Linked DNA regions of Anser cygnoides: region 2 is linked to region 1. Evidence: chromatin contacts called from public Hi-C data. All regions are on one chromosome and are shown on one strand. Each heading gives the region's core, a stretch centred on a gene start, on an enhancer-like site or on the middle of the called end of the contact. The rest is flanking DNA. Distances are from core to core; before and after follow the strand shown. Region 1 overlaps LOC136789998 (a long non-coding RNA gene). Region 2 overlaps LOC125182627 (a long non-coding RNA gene).

The links. A called contact is a pair of places that touch in the nucleus more often than the background predicts.
Region 2: a contact with region 1 is called in a Hi-C map of liver, with 8 times the contacts expected there. The contact joins two enhancer-like sites. A contact is called at or near these places in 5 of 7 Hi-C or Micro-C datasets (fetal liver, granulosa cells and liver).

The regions. Positions count from the first base shown.
Region 1 is chr2:5,811,344-5,818,894 of Taihu_goose_T2T_genome, reverse strand. It overlaps LOC136789998 (a long non-coding RNA gene), which reads right to left. Exons shown (of 4, transcript XR_010829040.1): 4 at 7,424-7,551. Among named protein-coding and RNA genes, the nearest start is that of XIRP1, 8.2 kb to the right of the region's middle. Within about 2 kb of position 4,599, at least 2 of the 3 cell types and tissues checked have open chromatin away from gene starts, as enhancers often do. A contact at or near this core is called in liver, where this site is marked.
Region 2 is chr2:6,081,979-6,089,529 of Taihu_goose_T2T_genome, reverse strand. It overlaps LOC125182627 (a long non-coding RNA gene), which reads left to right. Exons shown (of 3, transcript XR_007162755.2): 3 at 1-713. Among named protein-coding and RNA genes, the nearest start is that of CSRNP1, 19 kb to the right of the region's middle. Within about 2 kb of position 4,114, at least 2 of the 3 cell types and tissues checked have open chromatin away from gene starts, as enhancers often do. A contact at or near this core is called in liver, where this site is marked.

The DNA of each region.
Region 1 (7,551 bases), core at 3,350-5,849:
GGGAGGTGGACCAGGACAACCCCTATGGGGAAAAACAACAACAACAACAACAAATCAGAATAGACCTATTTGGAAAAAAAAAAAAATCTATTTGGAAAGAATAATGTGAGAGCCTCCCAAACCCACCATCCCCAGTGGACCGCCTCCTTTGGGCAGACAAAGTCCCCAAGGTGTTTTGGGGGTGCCCTTGGCCATTTCACAATGCAGTGAAGTCAGGGGAGTGGCGAGCGCCCAGTCCTTCAGGGGAAAGGGGCCACAATAACACATAAAGAAAAAAATATATATATTATGGAAAACACATGCAGACTGCCTGACAAACACTGCAGTTAGAGTCCTTACGGTTGCAGACATGAAGACGCGACAGAGAACAGGGCTGTAAACAAAGAAACGAAGCTCAGAAACACAAAGAGGTCACAAACAAGGAGAGGGGGGAAGCACAGCAGGGGTTTGTGCCTCTGCAGCTGGGGGTTTATTCCTCCAGCAATCCCGAGCTTGCCGTACAGACAGCAGGAGGAACTGGCTGAGCAGAGAGGGGCACCAAACCCACCCCCGACCACCTCGTGTGAGCGGTGCTCGCTGGCTCCTCGCCGCCAGCAGCTCCTGCCTGCAGTTCCCAGGGGGTTTGCCTTGTCGGAGGCATGTCAAGCTCCTGAAGGCACGGGTTGCACCTCGCCTGCTGACACACACTTCCCTACGTCCCCACGCTGCTGTAGACAGGCGTCCTCGATCCTGGTGGGGATGTCCCCGGGGCTCTGCGCGGTCAGCAGCTACTTGGGAGCGCACTGGGAGCCACAGCGATGCCGTGCTTTGAGATGCCGCAGGCAGCTTCTGGATCCTTTAATTTTCTGTTTGCCATGGCTGGAGATCCCGTTCTGTTCCTTGAGAAGGTGGTGGCACAGTGGACTGGAGGCTGTGGGCACAGCCTGGAGCCCAGGAGGTTCCCCTGACCCCCAGGCTGCCCAGAGGCTGTGGGGTCTCCTCCTTGGAGAGCTCCAAAAGCCGCCTGGCCACGGGCCTGGGCACCCTGCTCGGGGTGGCCCTGCTGGGGCAGGGGCTGGGCCCGAGGGACAACCAGGTGCTGCCATAATTTCCAGAGGAATAAAATACATCAGTGCAAGGACATGCATTTCAAGCCGCCTTGCTAGCACACACAGAATGGTCCACTCCTCATTTTGTATCAGTTCCCCTTTCCTCCCAGCCTAAAGCAGCTCAGACAGGAGAAGATCCTCCTATGAGGCGTGTAAAAGCTCTCCAGCTCTTAGCGTGATGAGGGGAACAAACAGACCCCACTGGATGAGATCTCTTATTCTCCAGGGACTGTCTCTCCTGTCTAGCTGAAGCGCACCGCTGTTAATAACAACAATAATAATAATGCTGAATAAATCTCACTCAGCTCCCACTTTGCTATGCACGTTTCCTCCTTATTTGCATCTTTCCAGAGGATCACACAGATAGGAAGCCAGCACTATTTATTTGCAACTGTGCCAAGCTGGCAATGTGCAGACATACACAGGGCTCAGGAACACATCTCCCCAGCGAGGGTTTGCAGGCACTGGGGTGTCATAAAACAGGTACCCAGGCAGTTCTCCTACAGCCTGTAAGGCATTGCAGCCTGCTGCAAAACAGCACATAGCTGCACCTTTCAGCTTACGGTTCGTTTTGGTGTCTGCCCCTGAATTTCTGGTGGAAATCAGCTGATTTTAGGGCTAGTGAGGATGAGTCCTGATGCATGCAAGACCAACGCAGCTCTGCCACAGTCCCAGTTCCCCATCCCAAAACCCTCTGCTGGCTCCTGACCACGCACCAGGAAGGAACTCAGCTTGGGGACAGAGGGATGGCGATGACATCTGCCAAGCACCTGAGCCAGCTGGGAAGAGGCTAAAGATGGAGCAGGACAGGGTCCTGACCCCAGGGAGATGTCCTTCACCCCAGCACCACTGGCCCTGGCACAGCCATCAGGTACAAGGCTTTGCAATGGCAAGAGCCTGCGGTACAGGCACAGAGAAAAAAGACACCCTAAGGACCACCAAACCTTTGTATATCTTCCAAACAACCCCAAACGTGCTGCAAACTGTGCGTAAGGGTGCATTTGACAGGGAGGAGAGGGCAGAGATGCTATGGGGCTGCCACTGCCTTTCTCCTCCCTCTAGCATCCATCAGGGCTGTGGGTATGCTCCAGCACATAAGAAAAGGGGGAAAAAACATCAGCTTTGGTCCCTATTACGGCTGCACCCAGCTCTGATGTACGCCCACAGAGCGCAGCAGCACAGGATACGCACATCGCAGTTTGTAGACACACACTCACAGAGCCCCACGGCATCTCAGAGGCAGCCAAGAAATATTTCCTCCTCACAAGAAATGTACTTTTGCTGGTTTTAATTTTCAGAGCTTCCCGGGGAGGGGGATGATACACTTCTCAGAGAGGAACTGAAGCCTGAGCAATCTGCGGTTTTGCATTTTGCTGGGGAGGGTGGAAGAAACATCTACCTACAAATACTCCCATGAAACCATCCCAGGCAATCATTCCCTTTTGTAGGGGAGAGCCTGTGAATGAACATGACCAGTCCGAAGGGATGCTGCAGTCCCCTATGGTGAGAATAAGAAGTCTTGTAAACGAAAGTTTGAAAAGCTTAAGTCTTTGCTGGAGAAAAAGCAGTTCGTGGGACAAGCAGAGCACCCAGGGTGAGGACAGCCACTTAGCATTTAGTTGCTTGGGTTTAGTTTGCATGCAGAAAATAAAGGCAGCTTTATTTTATTAATTTCTAGTCCTCCCCTTTCTGTCTTTCCTCCCACTTCAGGGGGGGGAAAGCCCATGTCCCCTTCCCCAGCATGGGCACGGGGGCCCTATGGCATGGCCAGGTGCCTCACTGGTGCCAGGAGAGGCACATTTGTGGGCACCAAATCCAGCTGGGTGATGGGGCAAAGCAGGTTTCAAGCAGCAGCATTTGGGGATTTGGTGGGGGATGAGTCACATCCTAAAGATGCACCACATAAAGCTGTGGGCACTGCAATGAGCCCGTGGAGGTGCAGGGTCTGTCTGGCCATGGTGGAGATGTCTGCGGGACGTTTCGTGCCGGTTTGGAATAAGAGCTTCCTGGGGAAGCTGTCATCGGAGCATTGCCAGAGGACCTCTCTGCTCCCTGGGGAGCTGGGCCAAGCCTGAGTGCAATGCCAATGCAGGAAACATGGAGCCACTGTGATCCCTTGGCTTGCTCCACGAGTGTTCAGCTCGTTTGTAAGGTCCCTGCTGCAGAAATACCAGAGGGTGTCTGGTACGGGACAGAGCCTGGGGGCAGGTAAGGAAACATGAGCAGAAAACACCAGTTTGTTAAAGCAAAGGCCATTTCTGGGAAGGGCTGGCTGCAAGGACAGTCTTGGCTTGAAAGCTTGTTTTAGATGTCCCACATGATGAAAACATTTCTTTGGCATCTTAAAAGTGTCGTGGGACCTGAGTCCTCGTTCCCCGACCCGGTGTCTAAATGGCATTGCACAATCCAATAAACCTTGGTGGTAGAAGGTCAGGGAGTTTTCCACCCACAGACCTCAGGTCCTATAGGCTGTGCTGGTGCTATTCTCAGAATCAGACCCTAAAATATCAGAATGAGGGCCACTGTGTTCCTGGCAAGGTCCAAGACCAAGCAAAAGCTGGAGATGCCCTCAGATGTTTCTCCTCCCCTGGGCCCTACAACTTTGCCCATGTCACTTCTCTGCAACCCAACCTCCACCTGAACCTGAGACTGTGGAGTCTGAAGAACTTCTACTTTGGGATTATTTTTCTTTCCTTAAGAAAGCTGGAGGCCAGCCAACCTTTTGAAGTGGAAATTACTAAATTTCTTTCCACGGTATTTCCAACCCACACAAAATCCAGCCGTTAACAGAGGTCTCCCGAGAAAAGCCAGTCTCCCAGGCTTTCCACCTTGATACCCAAAATGAGTAAATAGGAAAAACGACATGGCAGTATTTAGCAGGGAGCATTCAAAGGGACTGTGCAGCCTCACCCAGCCAGTTTTGCACCCGTTTTCCTGTGCACTATGCTCCCAGGAGGCACAGGATCGCACATGTGAGCTCCCAGCCCAGCACATGTCAGTGCTGTGGAAGCTCATTAAAATGGACCGAGCGATGTGCCAGCTGCAAACGCAAAGACAGGTCTTTTCAAATAAGCCCCATTAGTTCCACATGTGCGTTTGATAGATAATTTTTTGGTTACTTAACATGAAACCAATAATTATGGAAATGACTGCGATGATCCAGATACTTCTCCATAAGAAACAGACGGAGAGTAGAGGGAAGGCAATGTGAGAGACTTCGCAAGGGATTTTTCCTCCTCCAGTGCACCCATCCTCAACAAACTGCTGGTGCAGAGCCCTGCCCAGCAGACGAAAAGAAAGAAATCAGCTCTGCCAGCACCGGCTCCCTGCATGGTGCCTTCAGCTACAGGATTACACCCCTCGCTGCGCTGCCACACACACAGCCCTGCCGCCACATGGGGCACACAGCTGTCCTTGGCCCCCCAAAATGGGATGAACAAGCTGGGGAGAGTGCAAAATGTGGCTCTTTCCTCCGCTGCTTGTAGCCGGTTGTGAGTTCCCTGACAGGGGATCAAATCTGGAGAAGACGCACATTGCAACCAGCATTTTCCAGAAAACCTTTTATGCATCAGTCTGTTTATAACTAATAGCAGATTGCTATCCCTAACCCACATTGATTTATTCCTTCTCATGCTCGCTCGCACCCTGCACCATCCCCACACATGGGTGTCTGACACACAGGGCACAAATGCGCATGCAGCAATGCCACCCAGAGCAGCCAGAAAGGGCTGGGCACATGGGGGGAAAGAAAGAAGAGCACAGACATTTTATTGTGGGAATACAGCTATCAAAACAACATTATACAACTGCAAAGAAAAAAAAAAAAAAGTTTTTTTTAAAAAAAAAGAAAAAAAAAAAGGTGGTTATATAAACTGTGTTCCCTGTCTGGTCAGCACAAATCTCATGTGGGCTTAGGTCAGTCCATTTGACACAGCTAGAAATAATTGTCTGCGTTAACCATTAATAGGTCCCTGATCAAAGTTCCCTACTATCTGTCTCTGTCCCCTGCCTGTGCTCCCTCTGCCTGCCTCTCGTGGCTGCCCGCCTGCTGCCTACCCTGCTGTGCCCGTGCTGGAGAGCTCGGTGCCTTGGCAGGGATGCTACACCGACCACACTTCCATCCTGCACGTCCTGCTCTGCCCCATCCGGCCACATCAAGCACCCTCAGAGTTCCCACAGAGTGGTTGACCATGGCAAGCAAAGCCAAAAGCACGGGGGAACACGCCAAGAACGGGTCTTGCAGCACCTCCCTTACCATCTCCCCCACCTGGGTGACCACAGAATCACAGAACAGTTTGGGTTGGAAGGGAGGTTGTCTATTAACCTCTGGAGGTTGTCTATAAACTGCTGAAGCTCAAAAATGACGTCCTGCCAAAGCTCCCAGTCTCTACAAAGACATCTTCCAGGTGCTTGCATGAAGGAAGATTGCAAACCCCAAGAGTTTTCAACAGTAATGAGCCTCCTTTTTATTTTCCTTCCTTGGTTGTGGAAGGAAAAGGTGTTTGGGGAACTGGTACCCAATGGAACTGGTGCCCTTCATCCTCTAACCAGTCACCCCACTGTTGTGATTTGGGACCTGAAAGCAAGTCAACCCAATTCCAGAGCTTTTTCAGCAGAGTAGTTCTAACCGGGCAGACGTTTCTCTCCCTCTTCTTTCAGCACCAGCTACTGCATTTCCAAAAGGGATACAAGAGTCACGACTTGTTTTCTTCCAAGCCCACCCATCCTGCTTTCAGAGGACATGGGACCCACCTCTCGCAGAAACTACTCGGTGTGAACAATTCGTTCCCATCTTCCCACAGATGCCTGCCAAGAGAGCAAACCCAGCGCACAGCTAACACCAAAGACTAAAATCACCGCGCTGAGCCAGGCCCCCAGCAGAGACAGTAGCTGAAGAACCAGCCTAAGGCACCGTAATCCTGGCAAAAACAGTTTCAAAATACACTTTATCTAGCGAGTGTGCCTGGGAGCTATGCAGAGAATTATTTTGTGCAGCCTTTTTATGGAGAGAGGAACTGGATAGTGGTAGTCCCTGAAATAATTCACGGGTCTTTTAGCAGCCTCCATTACTCACTATTGGATGGACAGCAATGTTCATTGTTTCATGCTGTCAGTCCACTCCTTCTTCCCTAATTAAATACCTAACAAGGAAGCATCACAGCTTCAAAGCCTTGCTTTGCCCATGCAACTAAAAACCCATCCAACATCCATCAGATTTGTCCCTTGAAAGCCCAGCAGCTTATAAAGTCACTGGTATTTTCCCATCAGGGTTCAGGGCATCCTGCACAGTCCTCCAAGAACTGAATCTTGTTCAGTGGAAAATAAGCAGGTCAGGAAGACCCAGGGAGTGCAGGAGGAGGGTGAAGGTTTCGAGCCTGGTACACATCTGAATTTGTACAGAGCTGGGGGTGTGCTCTAGGCTGGTCCTTAGGTGCTGCTGCAACAAATGCATCTGAGATCATAAGCACCTACCGCATGAAATCAGACTCACCATACGTGCAAGGTAGAGAATAAAAGTGTTAATGTTTCTCAGTTGATTTTAAGTGCTGGAATAAGAGCTCAATAAAGAGTTTTCTACTTGTTCCAGTAAGATTTGAATCAGAGCACACAGAAAAGTACAAGTTATTATTCATAAATTAATGACAGAGGTGGTCGGTCCGTATATCTAGCTGTCTGTGTTGCCCTAACTCACCCCTGGTATCAAAGGTTTCTTGCTTAGCTTAGGCTTTTCTGGGTAAATGATTTTCCAGCTTTTGATGTTAAATGCAGCCCCTCTCGTTCATTATAAACCAACACACTATTATCTGCTCTTATTCACGCACTGCCTTTGTTGCTTGGTCAACCTTCCAGCATGCGCAGGATAAACGCCCAGAAAGAACTTCATGGAAAACCATGTATTGTCAGGTGCCAGAGCAGTCCTGTTAGTGGGCACGATGCTTTTTGAGGGGTTACCTTTGCTAAACTCTGACTTTGATCAGACTTAGACGGTGCGTAAATTGGATCCCCACAAACAGTACTGCCCTTCCCTGCCCCTAATAGTGAAATATTTCAATTCATTGCATCCGGACCCTCTCTCCCTGAAGTCCTGACCACCTCATTTTTGCCAGGAGGAGCAGTGCATGCCCTAGAGCTGTTAACAGTCTGGAGAGATGCCCTCTCTTACGGCTCAGGGAAAACTTCCCCAGCAAAGTCACAGGCATTTGGGACCACAAGATGCACTGAAAAACCTCCCTAGTTTGGAGGATGAATGTATGGCCTTTGCCAGAAACATCCATTTAAAAATCCCCATGCTGAGGAGCTCATTTATGCTCCACCTTAGACAAGGATTCCAGCAGATTTACACCCAAATCAGAACCTAGCTGTGGGTCTAGATGGCTATTCATGCCCCAGCTGGGCTCTGAATTTACTTGGTGGTTTTATAGGGAAGGATGAGACCTTAATAATTGGCAACAGGCAGACAGGA
Region 2 (7,551 bases), core at 2,865-5,364, 270 kb before region 1:
TTCGCCTGTTTTCTTATTTATGGGAGAGTTTTTCAAGATAGGGGAAAAGATGTATGGTTTTAATTCTGCTAGCTTGACTGACAACCTGGCACCGCGGATTCATGAGCAGATTTTATTCTGGATTTCCACCCTGCCAGCAGGACCGGTAGCTCACTTCCAGCACTTTTGTTTACTCCGTGCTTTGTCCCCACTTGGGAAGATGTGCTTTATCTTGCCACCACCAAGCCTAGATGAAACTCCTAGTCCACACAAGGTAAAACCTGCTGGTGACAATTTAATAGTGGCACTCATCAAAGCAATTCTGTGCTTTTATAACCTTTCCACTTAAGGAGCAAGCAGGATTTGCTTGCAGTGAAAGGACGTGACATGGCCAACATTGGCTTAACCACAATATCCCACTCCTTTGAGATCAGTTTGGTTAAGCCAATTTATGACCCTTTGTGGGCATATTTCAACTACCTACAATGCCTTAACGCAACTATGAGCAAAGCCAGCTAATGTAGAAGATGATTTGCACCATGTAAATAAATAAATAAATAAAAAGATCTGGGATAATATGGATAAAAATTTGTAGAAGAAAATGTGGATATCTGCTGCTTGTCCATATGAAAGAAAAACCTCTAATTAAAATGTGTACAGAGATGGCCAGCTTTTCTCATACTCAGATGCTACCAGTGGTCTTTTGTGGCTCCATAAATGGCAAAACAAAACAAAACAACCCAACAACTTAATATCTTAATTCACACAAGTCCTTGCACGTTGCTCCTTGCTTGCCATTCAGCCTGGAGCAGCCAGCAGATGGTGGGCTTGCTTCAGGCTCCAGGGTCTGTTTGTCAGGTTTCTTTTACGAAGCCATTCCACTGTTTGAAGCGACACCCACCATTTCTGCATGGCCCGGGTGCAAAATATTTTGTCCTTCAATGCCTGAAGATCAATGCCAGATCGCCTGTGCTGGTTCCCCAGATTATTACAGTCACGTCTGTGGTGGAACCCTCAGCAGCAGCACCTGGGTGATGACCGCAGCCCATTGCCTCAGCATGTGAGTGGGATAAAAAGCATCAAAACTCTTGTCCTGTTCCTCAGTCTTGCTGCAGACAGGTGCCAGATCCTTCTCATCCTCTGAGTTCCCCACTGGTGCCTTCCTCGCACAGCTGGACATCTCGCTGCACACTTAATCAAGGGAACCGGGAAGCTCTCATTGCTTTAACCTTGATTTTGCATGTAATTGCTGACTTCCTGGGAGTGGAAATCAAGCTGATTGCTGATTTACATGAGAGGAGGCACATTTGCATTAATGGGAGTGTTTCAAATGGGTTTGCATCCTGAGAAAGCTGCACGGAGATGGAAAGGAGGAAAGAAGCACGCGTTTCCCACCTTCGCTTTCTTCACCATCAAATTGCAGGCATCATTTTCCTAATTCATAAGGCTGGTTTGCTGCAACCCATTGAAAATCCTCCCGTGGAAGGTGCTTTAAAATTCCTAGATTGTGGACGGTCTAGATTAATTAGAATAATTAGAAACTAATTATTAATTATTAATTAGATTAATTAGAAATTCCTAGATTGTGGATGGTGAGCACAATCTCTTGGAGGCAGATGGCACTGAGTACTTCATTGGTATGGACAGGGTCTTCATTCATGATGGCTGGGATCCCTCTAGCATCAGCAGTGGGTAATTATTTGCAATATTGTCAAAGGGATGCATGTTCCTTAGCACCCTGTCCTGCCAGCAGTGCTGTGTATGTTCACTCCCGCCCTCGGTGAGGCTGGGAGGTGATGCAGTGGAGGTTTCCCAAATTATCTTCCCTCTTAGAGATGATGCAGGGTGCCTCCTGGGATGACCTCAGCCTTTTTTTGCCCAAGACAAGGGAAAGGTAAAGCCTCAGCAGATTCAGGGATGTCTGTCCACCCAAAATCTACTGCAATTCACTCCGAGGTTGGGTGCCTCCAAAGGAGTAGGACCTTTTTTGGGGGAGAGATTTTGCCCTTGATCAATTTTTACTATGTCCTCCTCTCTTAATTCCTCACATCCTTAATTGCCATCTCTTGCAAGATGGGAATTCAAGATCAATTCATGAAGTTTGCAAGCTGTGTGTTTGCCGTCATCCATAGGCTAGAGACCTGTATAAGTGACAAAACACACACGAGGACATCGGACCCACTCTATGACTAATTCAGGATTTCCAGTAAACTCTCTTTTACCCGTATCCTCTTGCAGCAAAGACATTGCCCTGCTGCACCTCTCTTCTCCTGCCTACAACAATGGCTTTGTTGAGATGGCATCGCTTCCTGCAGAAAGAGACATTTTACTTAATAATTATCCATTACGTTACCAGCTGGGGGCTGGTTAGTGGTAAGTAAAGGCAAAGGAAGAGTGCCAAGGGTCCCTCCTGCTTTTGTAGCACAATTATAGGTATAGTATAACTATAGGTCTATAGATATTTACCGTATTTTTCTGCTAAACTGTCATAATTAAAAGCAGGACAGATTAAAAGCAGGACAGAGTAAAAATTAGGACAGGACCCTGGTCCTTGTAGCTGGAGAGGGCGCTGATTTTTTAAGAGCTGCTGTGCAGGCGTTGTAGCTGGGAAGGACTGCACGTGATGCAGCGTGCCCTGGACTATCTGCCGATGACTGTATTTGCAATGGTGGTGTTGGGGGCAGAGAAATTAGGGTTACAGCTCTTTCTGAGGTGTGTATTGTGTATTTCTGTGTGTTTGTGCAGTTTGAGGTGATAAATAGCGGGTCTGAGCTTTGCAGCGTCCTTGTAGATGGCATGCAGGCTGACCGGGGAGCAAAGACAGCTCCGATCCTAATCCTGTCATTCCTAAGTGGTTTGAACAACTTGGCTGAATATGTTCCCCTCCTTCCTTCGATCCAGGGGGACTCCGGGGGCCCTCTCAGCTGTTACAAAGACGGGCGCTGGCAAGTCCACCGGGTGGTCAGTGGTGGGTTAATTCCCTACTGTAACACCTGTAAGAAACCGACAGTCTTCACACGTGTGTCAGCCTATGCGGACTGGATATACACCAGTGAGTAACCCTGGCACATCTCCCTTAAAGGCAAGGAGAGCCATTGCAGAGGAGCTGGACCCTTCCACTTATTAAACCATTAGGAATCGAACTGGGAGGTCTGGGCAGGTCTAAAAGCAGGATATGCGGTGCTACGTTTGGTGCAAACAACTCTAAGGAAAGAGTTGTTGCCTTTGAGGTTGTTATTATTATTTATTTATTTTTTCTAGGTATTCTGGCTCTCTGCTGAATTCACCTCTTTCTTGTTTTCCAGACCATGAAGAATAACGGGGGTTATTAGAGAAGGATCAACTTGTGCATTAACCTGGGAAGAGCTGGAGCAAAATCCCCCTGCTCATCAACCCTCTTCTCATCCCTTCCACACTTTCTTGGGTTATTCGCCAGGTTTGGCTGAGATCATAATAATACATCAGTGATTTCACCCAGGGACTTTGATCCCCTGTTTCTGTGTGACTTCACCCCTCAGTGGATGGTCGGCGCAAGCCCACCTGGAGCGTACCAGATTTCCAAATAAAAGCTATGTTCCTGTTGGCAAACTGTGGGGTCGGTGAAGGGAGGCAGAAGAAAGCACAAGAAGGCAGTTTTTGTCTTTTGTTGAGCTACAAAACCATCTTTTAGGGGCATCCCTCAACCATCCTCTCCCTCGGGCATGAGGACGAGCATTTGGGAATGCAGGATTTGGGTTTCGCTCTTTTTCCGTTTCAACCCACTCGTGCCCTGCCTCTCCTAAGGGACAAAGCGGTATTTTTGCAAAATCCCAGCTCTTTGGGAGCGCTGTTTCTGCTCGCCAAAAGCCACTAGAGGGCATTGGCAAACCGGAGGAACCCTTGCCGCACTTCTCAGCGGCTCCTAGAGAAGTTTTGTGGGCTGCGCGTGATAAAATGGCATGGATACAGCCTTGCACTCTGTCCTTTGTGTTTGCTCGCAGCCACGCCGATAAACACCCGGGAGCTGGCTTTAGCTGCTCTTGCATAGAGGTCTGATTGGCAACCAGATAAGCCCTGCTTAAACCCCTTGGCGAGCACAAACTACAACGAAACCAGCAGTGTTTCTTCAAGGCTTGCAGAAGGGCTGGAGCCCCAGCTGCGTCCACAGCTCTCTGCTTTATCGGGCTGCCCTTGGCAATGCCTCCTCTGTGCTCAGTAGTTTGGCAGTTCTCCTCTCTGACACGGAAAAAAAAAAAAAAAAAGCCAAACAAACTAAGAAGCTTGCCTGCCCTTTAATATTACTGAATGGTTCTTGCTCCTTTTAAGACAGCACGTGTGATTTCTGCCACGATGGCAAGTTCAGCTTCTCCCTGAAGGAGCCTAAATCCATTAGACTTGCTCAGAGATGGGCTGACAGCTCTTGAATTTCACCTAGGAGCCAAGTGACAGCAGCCAGACGGTGGCTGAGATCTCGCCCTGACCGTATCTGATCGGAGGTCTTGGGGTATTATTTTTTTTCACTGGAGCCCCTCACACTGCTTCCAAAACCCACCTGGATGCTGGGAGGTGGAGGCGTGCAGTCCCTGCTGGCTTTGGGGTGCCTGATGCCTGGGGTCAGGTCTATCCCTGCATGCTCAGTCCATGGATGGATTTAGGGATGTCACAGGGGGCCCCAAATTCTCATCACCCTCCATCCAGCAGACTCAAGGACGGTTCTGCTCCTTGGGCTGAAAGCACTCCAGCACCACATTAACAATTCAGCCACATGTATGAGCAGCTTTCCGTGCTCGGTGCTATTCCTCGGCGGTGCTTAAGTGGCTAATAGACACAACCCCAAACATTCATATCCCGATATGACAGCAGACAAGGGCTCTCCCTGCTTTTTCCTGCAGCTGCACAAACTGTCCCTGCTCTCCAAGGAGCAGCTGCGGGTGTTGGAAACCTGCTGTCAGCCCGCTCTGAACTTTGTTCCTCTAATGCCTTCTCATGCAGCAGCCCGGAGGATAAACATCACGCCGCAGCCACAGGAGCAGGAGAACCACGTGTTGGAGACTGCTCAGGATCGTTATCCCGGCCCCGGTGCCAAGAAGAGCCTTTCTTTCCGGGTTCCTGTGACGGGAACAGCTTGTGCTGCTCAGCCCTGATTTATGACGCAGGGTATGAGGGTGGCGGCGGCCCGGCGGCACGCACACCGTGCTTCCCTCCTGCCCTCTCGGTCTCCAAGAGCCTTGTGGGAGTGGCTTGGTCCTGAGCACCCTGAGCAAAGCTGTAAATCCGACCTTGGGAGCACGTGGAAAACCCCGTGGGTTTTATTGCGTGAAGGTACCGAGCTTGACAGCGAGGTAATATCCGAGAGTACAGGGCAAACGCCGCTGGGCACAGCAATATAAGGCTCATATATAATGTTCCCAGCCTTGTCGTCAAAGCTGGGTGGTGAGGACGCAGCTAAAACCCACTAGATTTTGGGAAATTGGTGCACCCCACGTCCTGAGGTGGAGCAGAGAAAGCAGATACCCGTGGCTACTTCTGGAGTGGTCCCACCACGTGCAGGGTGCTCTGGAGAGGTACAAGACTGGCTACGACACCCGGAGCTGTTTGGTAGTGCTGTAAATGCTGTGAAACACAGCTCTGGGCTCACTGAAGGGATCGAACATGAGGGTCAGTGCCACCAGGGATGTCTGAGGACATTCCTCCCCGTCCTGCTGCTGCTTCAAAGGCGCACGGCTTTCCTGAGGCCCCGAGTCATCTCCACCAGCCCCATGGGGATGTCTCCATAGCCCTGAGCACCTCAGATGGCCCCAAACAACACGGCTGGAGAGAGCCTGCAGGACACACGGAGATACACTCAGCAATGGAGCCCTGCCATGCCACAACCAGATGGAGATGTTCAGGTTACGGACGTCTCATCCAAATAATTCTGTGATTCTATGCTTTGAATGGAAAAAGCCCTTAAAGACCACAAAGTTCTCATCTCTATTTACTCCAAAGAGTAACTTAACTCTCCTCCAGCTGTGGACACACGCACCAAGTGAGGGCATCCTCACCCATCCTCCAGACCCAGGCAGATCATTTAAGCCTTACTTTAATTTTTTAATACAAAAATCCAGTGAAATTCACTGCATCCTTTGTCTATCCGTGGAGGAGAAGTGCTTCTCCAAGCTGGAGCTCGAGCTGCTGCCCAGTAGATGGCAATGCTGCTGTTCGCTCCACAGCAGTCTCAGTGGTCTGAAGCAAACTGATGGAAATGCGTGGATCCAGCAGTATAAAAAAACTCCTAATAGTTGTAGCTGTGAAGGAGGAAAAGAGTTCTCTCTATTAACGGCTTATCTGAATTCTCTACTCCAGCCAGCCCTCTGACAAGAGACGAATTTTCACTGCTTTCTAGGGAGAAAACACTAGAGAGAAAACTCTGAAACCTTATACCTACTTACATTTCTTCTCTACATTTAACATCACCCATTTCCTGAGATGCTGAGGACTTGCAGCCCCTCCACAGACGGCTGGCCACAGAAGGGCCAGGATGAGAAGGATCAGAAATCAAAACAGGTTTTGTGCTCCTATGTAGTTTTGGTAAATTTGGTGGAGAGGACGCTTGTGGGATCCTTATGGAGAGATGAGGAGTTCTGTGATGCTGAATGTCAGTACCCCAAAAAATAAGGGATTACTACAGGACGTACATATTTTTTCTCATCCTGTGATGTTGACAGATTAATCTCAAACAGTCCATGGGAACGTGCCAATAATTGCCAGTTCTGCCGTGCCTTTTTTATAGGCAGGCCAAGGCAATCTCCACGTCTGAGTGAAAACCTCAGCGCCTGCAAACTTCTTCTCAACTCCATGGAAAAAAAAACACTTGCTCCTGTGGAGGACGGGCCTGATGCAGGGACAGAGGTCCTGAAGCCAGTGGGGACCCGAAGGCACCACCAAGGGTGCTTTTTGTTGCCTTTGCTGCAGACCTGGGACAACCCTACCCCTGGTGCCATGGTGGTTGGTAGAAACTAGTCTTTTCTTTCCATGACAGAGGAGCAAGGAGAAGAGGCATTTTATTGTTTATTTTTATTTTTTGGACCTTCAGAGCAGGCACAAGGCATTGGCATGCAGGAGCCGGCCCTGTGGAAATGCCCCTGCTGCGGCAGAGCCAACACCCCTGCACCCGCCCTGCCCTGCAGCTCCCGGCGTGGTTTTTCCCTGCGGGAGATAAAGTCCATTCCCTTTGACAATTTTATAGCCCTTCCCGCTAAGAACAGCTCCAGAGTGTCTCCTTCCTGCCCCGTGCCAGCTCTGGGCGAGAAATGAGTCAGGCTCTTTCCATAGGCTGCTCCACGACCCGGGGAGAAGCGCTTTCTGTCTGCTGGCCGCACGCAACCTTTAGCTCTTCTCGTAGGCACCGGTGCAACTCAAGAAAAAAAATGAAAGCAGGCGATGAGTAATTCCGTGCCTCCGGGTGTTACAAGCGATGGTGGCTATACAGAGGGGGAAAAAAAAAAAAAAAAGTCAATAAAGAGGCAATAAAGAGGGTGAGGAAGGTGGGGAGCACGCAGCCCGGGCTGGATGGGATTTATTGGGTTCATTAAAGGAGCACCACCGCCTGCT